2 separate regions of the Mus musculus genome follow, and region 2 is linked to region 1. A link is a contact called in public promoter capture Hi-C data. All regions are on one chromosome and are shown on one strand. The core of a region is the stretch at or near the end of the contact, and the rest is flanking DNA. Distances in the headings are between cores, read along the strand shown.

Region 1 (3,812 bases), core at 693-3,192:
ATCCAGTGGCTGGCTGGCTGACAGCAGTGTGAATGCTCACTCTCGGGGGCTCACGCTTCTGTCTCCCTTCCATTAAGCCTTCAGAGCTCCAGGCGCAGTGAGGGGGGTGGGGTGGGAAAAAGGAAAAGACTGCAGTTTCTCAGCCTAGGGGTTATCTACACAAGCATCGACAGAGCTGATTCCAGGTGCCGGGAATGCGCCTCTTTTCTGCTGTGCCATGGTGTTCTATGAGTGATTGGTTTCATCCATTGCTGTCAGGGTGGGACAGGATCCATCCTCGTCCCCTCAGAGCCTTTGCAGTGACCACACACATGGATGATCCAGACACTTGCTGTTTGTGAAGTAAAGCTTTGATTTGATGCGTAGCAGGTCCAGTCTTCTGGCCACTGCATGTGGTCAGTGTCTGCGTTGTGCACACTCCCCTGTCCCGTGGCCTTCTCACCTGAGAGACTGCAGGGTGTCAGAAGGAGCGTTTGGTAGGGGCTTTCCTTCACAGCATTCTACCACAAGTACATACGTCTTTTGTGTTTGGTTGGGGGTGGGGCAGATTATACGAACACTTCACTTCATGAGTTAATTTGCCTGTAAAGTGAATCATGTCTTAAATGCAATAGGAGAGCTCATTTTTATACCAAGGAAACTTTCCGCTACCGCCTCCCTCGTGGTATGTATAAATACCCTTGCCACAGATAGGGAAGACGGGGAAATTGAGGGCTGCTTTAGTTTTGTTGGCTCAAACAGTCATTAAGATGCCAAACCATACCAAGGAAGAGGTGACTCACTGTGGTTCCAGCACCTCCATAGAACCCACTATTCACAGTGTGGAATGTAGATGGAGACAGAGGCACCAAGGCTAACAGAGGCACTGTGCTCTCTGTCCCTGGACGTGGTGTCAAGAGGCGTCCTTCCCTCTGACTTTCCCGCCATGCCTCTTTTGTACACTTTTGTGTGGACTTACCAGGGCTCCATGGTACAGAAAGCAGCTTTGTTGCAGAAGTCCTGAGTTCTGGACATGGACTCTAGTCACCTGTTGTCACCTCTCGTCCCCACCCCGAGCTGAGCTGTGGACACATTCCCCTACCTCTCTATAACAGGGCCCATGTTTGAGGACTTAGAATGTGGTGGTGGGGTTGCGTTTTCCAGTGCAGTACAGTGCAGTGCCTGGCATACATGAGTATGCATACATACACTTCGGATGTTGGCTATGACTGCCAGGATGTGGAACCACCACCTCTACAGTGCCCCATCCCGTAACTAGGCATTCATCTTCTGCAGGCTTCGGACAGCATCCGTGTATTAGCTCACCATTCTGTGGGCCGTAAGCCGGCACGTAGCATGACCGGAATCTCTGATCAGCGAGGCTGAACTAAGGGTGTCAGCTGAGCTGTCACTGGGGCCTTGCTAGGGAAGAATCGGTTTCCTGACTCACACAGACTCTTGATCAGTCTCAGTTGCTCTGGTTTGCTGTGGTCTTGGAACTGACATGCCAGTTCCCTGCTCTGCCAGCTGTGAGCGCTCCTCAGCAGTGGAGAGCCCACATCTGGCCACGTGTTAAGAGCTGCAGGAGAGAGGATCCTCACTTTGAATGCTTCTTCTCACACTTCGGCTCTGCATGTGCAAGAAGAGCCATGACCTCCAGGGCTTACTTGATGAGGTCAGCTCACGGGGACACTGTCCTTCCTAAGGTTGGCTACGCCAAGTGACACAGCCTAACACAGGAGCGGCTGTTTAATTCACACATCCTGGAGACTGTACAGGAAGTTGGAAGGTAGCTTACAGTTCTGCGCACCACAGCACAACCTCAGCAGGGCCAGGGACAAATGGCTCACTTCTTCCATCCATCTGGCAGCAAGTATACTTTGCCAAGTGGGCAGAACTGCACTGCACTGCGCTGACACAGGGTGGACCCAGCACTAAGGCTGTCTGCGGCTCAGCCCCCAAGGTCTTACAGTTGCACAATGCAAACCCGGCTGGATCTTTCCTTTGGCTTAGGACCTCCACCAGTGCTTATGCAACCAAGAGGCACCAAGGCACCCTGCTTTTTCTCCATCCACCTAATTCCTAGGACCTCTCTGACTGTACCGAAAAGACAGATAAAGACCCTTAAGCTGCCAGGGTCATCTGGCTGTGTTCTAGGAAGAAGGAACAACCCATTGGGCAGGATGGAAAGGTGTTGGTGAATCAGGAAACTTGGCTGGCAGGTTCTGTAACCCAGCTACCACTGCTCCGGGCATAGTGTTGAGCTGCCTAAATGAGGCTCTAGCAGTTATGTGCGGAAAACTCCTAATCAGCTGCCCTGGCTCCTCAGGGGATTCACTGTCTGCCGAGAATCTAGTAAAGTTCCTTAAAGTCCTAGTAAAGTTACTCATCCTGTGGATGGTGTTGATTTTCTCAGCATCAAAAGCTGTGTGCCAGGAGCCTCTCTCCTAAGGTCGCCTCACTCTGACTGTGCTCCGCCTCCTCCTGCCCTCTCTCATCCCACTGCTGTTCATTCATGAAGCGGTCCACTTTTGCCTCTGCCCCTGACACAGTGTGAGGAGCTGCAGGGGACCTACAACTCTGCTCTGAATTCCTCATTGCTTATGTGTCGTTGGTCCGGCTCCCATCCTTTTCTTACTCTCCATTGTCAGCTTTGCCCAAGAAAGAGCGATGCTAGAGTGGAAGGGACCATGAGGCAAGTCGTGTCAGAGTTCTGTGGCCAGACCTCACTGTCCTTTCCCAGGCCAGCGCTGCCCACTAGGCTCCCAGGGTGAGAATGGGGCATGGGAGGGGGATAGGGATGAAGAGCTAAGTCTAGAGCTGTCACTTCTCCATTCCTTCTTAAGTTGGCTCCAAGGTAGCAGCCTACTCTGCTAAGATGGCGGCTACTCATTGGCTCTTTTCCCTGTATGTTGCAGAGAAAGGCATTTGCCAGCATGCCCGGTGTCTCATCCAGGCCTTGTTACCCAGCAGCTGTAGAACTTGATCATGGGCATTGCTCTTGGGTTGGCAGCTGAGGAAATGGAAGCTTTCTCATTGTTTGTGTGCCCAGCCTCAGAAGTTGAGAGTGGGTACCCACCTGGGCCCACCTCTGGTCAGAACGTACCTGACCTGTGATAGCTGAGCCCCCCCCCCCATACTGCAGGGCCCCCTCTGTCACAGAAGAACTGTGTGGAGGGTTTGAGGCCACACCATGACCGTAGTATAAAGCGATCATATCTGCTGTGCTCATGGGAGGAGGGTGTGGCTGTGTTTCAGTGTGTCTGGCAACTCTTCCCCTGTTGTGTAACTTAAATAGATTTGTGGGACTATGTCCATTTAAGGAAACAGGGTCCCTTAGCTTTCAAAGGGATGGAGAAACAGGCTATAATCTGGATATCTGGACTGGTCGCACAAGGTCAGGTTAGTGAAGACGCTCTGCTGCCAGCTCTTCTAGACAGACACATTGACTAGGTACATGGATGTGGTGTCTTACGAGTCAGCACTCCAGGGCCCCAGTGTTGTCAGAGTGGCACTGACAGTGCTTTGCAGTGACCTACAAATCAAAAGCAACTAGAATAGTTAGTACACTTACTCCATGTTGGTGGACACAGAAAACACCGAATAATAGAGATATTCTTTTCTGGTTTTTTTTGTTTGTTTTTTGTTTTTTGTTTTTGTTTATCGAGACAGGGTTTCTCTGAATAGCCCTGGCTGTCCTGGAACTCTCTTTGTAGACCAAGCTGGCCTTGAACTCAGAAATCCACCTGCATCTGCCTCCCAAGTGCTAGGATTGCCGTGCACTACCACCGCCCGGCAGAGAGATTCTTATCTTAGTCCAAATGCCCAGAAGT
Region 2 (3,812 bases), core at 911-3,410, 140 kb after region 1:
TATCAGAGTCCCAGAGTTCTTGACTTTCATCCTTAGCCCCTCTCTACCAGCTCAGTGATTGTTTTTGTGATGATTCCTTGGATTTCGCCCAACTTTCATCCAATCCTGTAGAGATGTATAATTGACATAATCCTATCATCATGACCCAACACCACAGTTGTATCTCAGCATTTGTACACAAAATATTCACTAAAGTCACAGAATCTGCCTTTAAATGTTTCAAGTTGCAGATACATAACTGTACTATTTTTAACTTTGTGATATACTGTGTCTTTTAGATTTCTGAACATATAATTACTGTGTAGCTGCAGACACATTTTGAAATGAAACACTATATTCTAGCTATGGATATTATATACTTAAATATCTATGAACACTGAAGTGAGCATATTTCACGAACCTCTTTGCTTCTCTGTTTGGTCTCACGTGTTCCTCCTTATTGAGAGCACTACTTTTAGGGTTGCACATGTATGTAGGATCTTGTGTTTTCTTGAGGTCTGCACTCGGAGAAAGCTCTCATTAAGAGCTCTTTTGCGCATCCTTTTCTTGTAGATTGACATATTTGAGGATAGAATCCGGGGTATTGATATCATTAAATGGATGGAGCGCTATCTTCGAGATGTAAGTATGTTCCAAAAATCTGAGGATGTGTGCTGGTGAGAAAAACAATTAGCTTGTGAAGATATTTCATAGTAGAAACACTGATACTCTCCCCAAGTCTGAGTCTGAGGAAGCCTGGACAAAGCCTCTCTTGTTAGAAGCTATGCAAAAACTTGGAAAGGAAGGATGGGGTCACCCTCCTGGACATGCAGAGGCAGGAAATAATGGTCAAACCAGACACAGGTGGTTGATAACAATCAGCACAAACAATTTCTAGAGCAGAATAGGAAAGGAGGAAATGATAGCGGGGGGTGGGAGGGTGCAGCAGAACCCAGCTGAATTGGAGGCCATTCCAAGCATTTTGTAGGACTGGGCTTGAGAGGTTTCTGGGCAGCTTTGAAAGCTAAGCAGCATGCTACCCCAGGGCACCCACTTGCAGCCCTGTGATTCGTTTTCCACAGACAGAATCTATACTAGCCACTGGGACACTCTGTGCTTTAACAAGATAGAAATTGATTGCTGCCAGCATGTCTGTGTCTGGGTACTTCTTTGGGCAGGAGTGGGTGGGGTGGGAGTCTCAGCAGGCTGGGTTTTGCTGCCTTCCTTTTGCCTGCAGCCCGGCGTTTGCTGTGTGTTGAAGGGTCTGCTCCTACTGACTGTGCTGATGTGCACAGGTGAAGCAGGGCAGTGGAGGTGCATGGTGACTGACAGCTCACATCAGGCTGCAGGGAAGAAGGGTGCTTTTCCGTGCAGTGGTGATGTCTTTCTGCCTCCATGCAGAGTCAGTGATTTCAGATTTCATCAGATGTTTATTAGAGAAGGTTGTGGACGGCAGGAGAATTCCTCTCAGAACCATTTGTTCTGCATGTTTGTGGGTGCTGGGCGCAGAGGCAGTGGGGAGGGGTAGAGGTGACAGCAGGCCTGTGGGGGTTGGGCGGCGCTGATGCCTTTTGCTTTCACAGAGGGACTGGTCGTGTACTGGCCAGCAGGTCAGGGACCGCGTATGGTCCTGCTGGCCAGTTTCCAGCTGGCCTTCACCAAACGAACCATGCTTCCTGCTTCCATAAACATGCTTTCCTCCTTCTCATTACAGAAGACAGTGATGATAATCGTAGCAATCAGCCCCAAATACAAACAGGATGTGGAAGGCGCTGAGTCGCAGCTGGACGAGGACGAGCATGGCTTACATACTAAGTACATTCATCGGATGGTGAGTGAGGGACCACAGCGCCTGGCTCTTCCTCTGGGGCAGGCACCCTCTCTAGGGGGGTTGTTTCTTCATTCAAGGTACTGGGATGTTTGGGGATGCCACAGTTATTTCTATGGCTCAGGATATTTTGAACCTTGAGACCTATGAAGCAGCATCACTCCTCCACCCAGTACTCAAACTGGTCCTGCCAGTAACTTAGAGGTATCAGTCAAAGTTCTAGGAAGTAGAGCTTTGTTTGCTTGGCTATTTACCAACAAGTGTGAAGTTTTAGGAGGCTAGAGTGGTGGAGTGGGCTGGGCATTGTAGCTGTTACATTCTGTTCCTCCCTTTTTCAGAGAGGCAAGTGAAAATTGGGAAGGACACTTCTGTCATGCCAAAAAAGCATGTGTCACATTAGCCTCCTAAGCACAGGCTATGTGGCCATGGCCCAAGTTCTTAAATCCTGCCCTTCTGCAACCCTGTTCACAAAATGGATCATCACTATACACGGTGCTGTGAAGATAAGTGAAGTGATATTCAAAGCATTTGGCACAAGAAAACACTTAACCAAAGAGATATTTGTTCTTTTGTGATAGGTGGGGAACATTCTACTCCCTAACCTGTGCCGTGGGGCTTGGTTACACTTAAACCATGGGAGAATTTAGAAGGAATCAAACTTGCTCAACAACTTGGAGGAAATATTACCCAGCTTCAGAGCTAGCTGTTTTATGGACTGCTTGCCATCTTGTCCTTTGTAGATTTAGAGATACGTTAGAGACCATTTCTATTTAACTAGGAAGCCAGACTAGACCTGTGACTTTCACACTGTCCTGTGGGAACTGTGTGTCTGAAGGCAAGAGTGGCCCTGGTTTCTCTGGCTTGTTTTTTACCAAGGATTCTGACATTAGAGAAAGAGCAGGGAAGTCACTGGACTTGAACTCACAACCCAGTTTCAGTCTCATCCTGCACGGAGATCGGGGATCATCACACCTCACTGCAAGGACTAAGTAAGCAGCATAGGGCAGGACACAGTCAGTAGCCTCAGGCCACCTTTTCCCCAGGGGAAAGAAAAGTTGACCACCATCCACCCTGTGGGTAGAGGGCAGGGAAGGTGTGTAAGCAGCACCCTTATCATCTGAGTCTTTAGGATCTCTGTCAGTGTGAACCACTTGTTTGAGTTTACAACCCAAAGTGGAAGCTAAGGTAAGGTGGTAAAATTCAAGGGTCTGGCTAAGGGTCAGGAGCTAAGTCTGCCTCATATCCAGTCTTACCCAGTGCCAGCCTGTGGAGTCTGAAAAATAGTATTCTTAGAAATAAACTGATCCATGAAGGTCATGACTGACTGGATATTTCTATCCCTTAGCTGTCTGTATCATGTCTGCACATTCCCAGAATACTGACATTCTGTCTACATCTCTAAGAACCTGCCAGTCCCAGGAACCAGCAGTTGGTACTTGGGAAGGACTCCAGGTCCCTACCAGTTCCTGGACAAACCTGTTTAGTTGTGCTAGTATATTGAAAAGCCAGCCAGTAATACACACAGTTCAACCCAATGACTGTGCCAGCTATAGCCATGTGGTCTCCAAATTTGGTTTCTTGGCCCTAATGTCTTTGGCTTCTCCTCGTCACAGAAGGGACTGGATGCGCCATCAGTATCTCCCCATTGATAGGCCGACTTCCTTGCCTCCTCTAGGCATCTGAGTAGTTACTACACAAATCAAATGATGCCATTAGAAAGCCAGTCTCTGAAAGAAATTATGAGAGACAACAAAAGTATACTGCTGAGGGCTTGTCTTTGACAGAGCAGGAGCCTAGTGGACAGACCAAGTAGCCCACACTGCCCTTGAAGCTGGAATGAACCCTCCCTCTACTGTAACTCAGCCCCTGACTGCAGGCGCTTTCTTCGAGATGGCATGGCTGGTACTTGAACTGAGTATGTGGTGTATGCTTTTGGTGTTGTCTTCTGTTTGGAAGGGAGCTGGCTCTGAGAAGACCCGGGTGGCAGATCCGCACTGTGAGAGTG

The links. Capture Hi-C pulls out chosen DNA fragments and counts their contacts.
Region 2: a contact with region 1 is called in a promoter capture Hi-C map of adipose tissue. The contact joins two enhancer-like sites. A contact is called at or near these places in 2 of 484 Hi-C or Micro-C datasets (nephron progenitors and uterus), 1 of 115 datasets of contacts at active chromatin or transcription factors (embryonic stem cells) and 3 of 9 other capture datasets (adipose tissue, liver and pancreatic islet).

Annotation. Positions count from the first base shown.
Region 1 is chr10:39,505,174-39,508,985 of GRCm38.p6, forward strand. All of the region lies in intron 3 of Fyn (Fyn proto-oncogene), which reads left to right. Among named protein-coding and RNA genes, the nearest start is that of Gm40627, 83 kb to the right of the region's middle. Within about 2 kb of position 1,943, at least 41 of the 459 cell types and tissues checked have an H3K27ac peak or open chromatin away from gene starts, as enhancers often do. A contact at or near this core is called in adipose tissue and uterus, where this site is marked.
Region 2 is chr10:39,645,156-39,648,967 of GRCm38.p6, forward strand. Traf3ip2 (TRAF3 interacting protein 2) reads left to right here. Exons shown (of 9, transcript NM_134000.3): 6 at 553-621; 7 at 1,694-1,810. All of the region lies in intron 2 of E130307A14Rik (RIKEN cDNA E130307A14 gene), which reads right to left. Among named protein-coding and RNA genes, the nearest start is that of Gm16364, 33 kb to the left of the region's middle. Within about 2 kb of position 2,161, at least 71 of the 459 cell types and tissues checked have an H3K27ac peak or open chromatin away from gene starts, as enhancers often do. A contact at or near this core is called in adipose tissue and uterus, where this site is marked.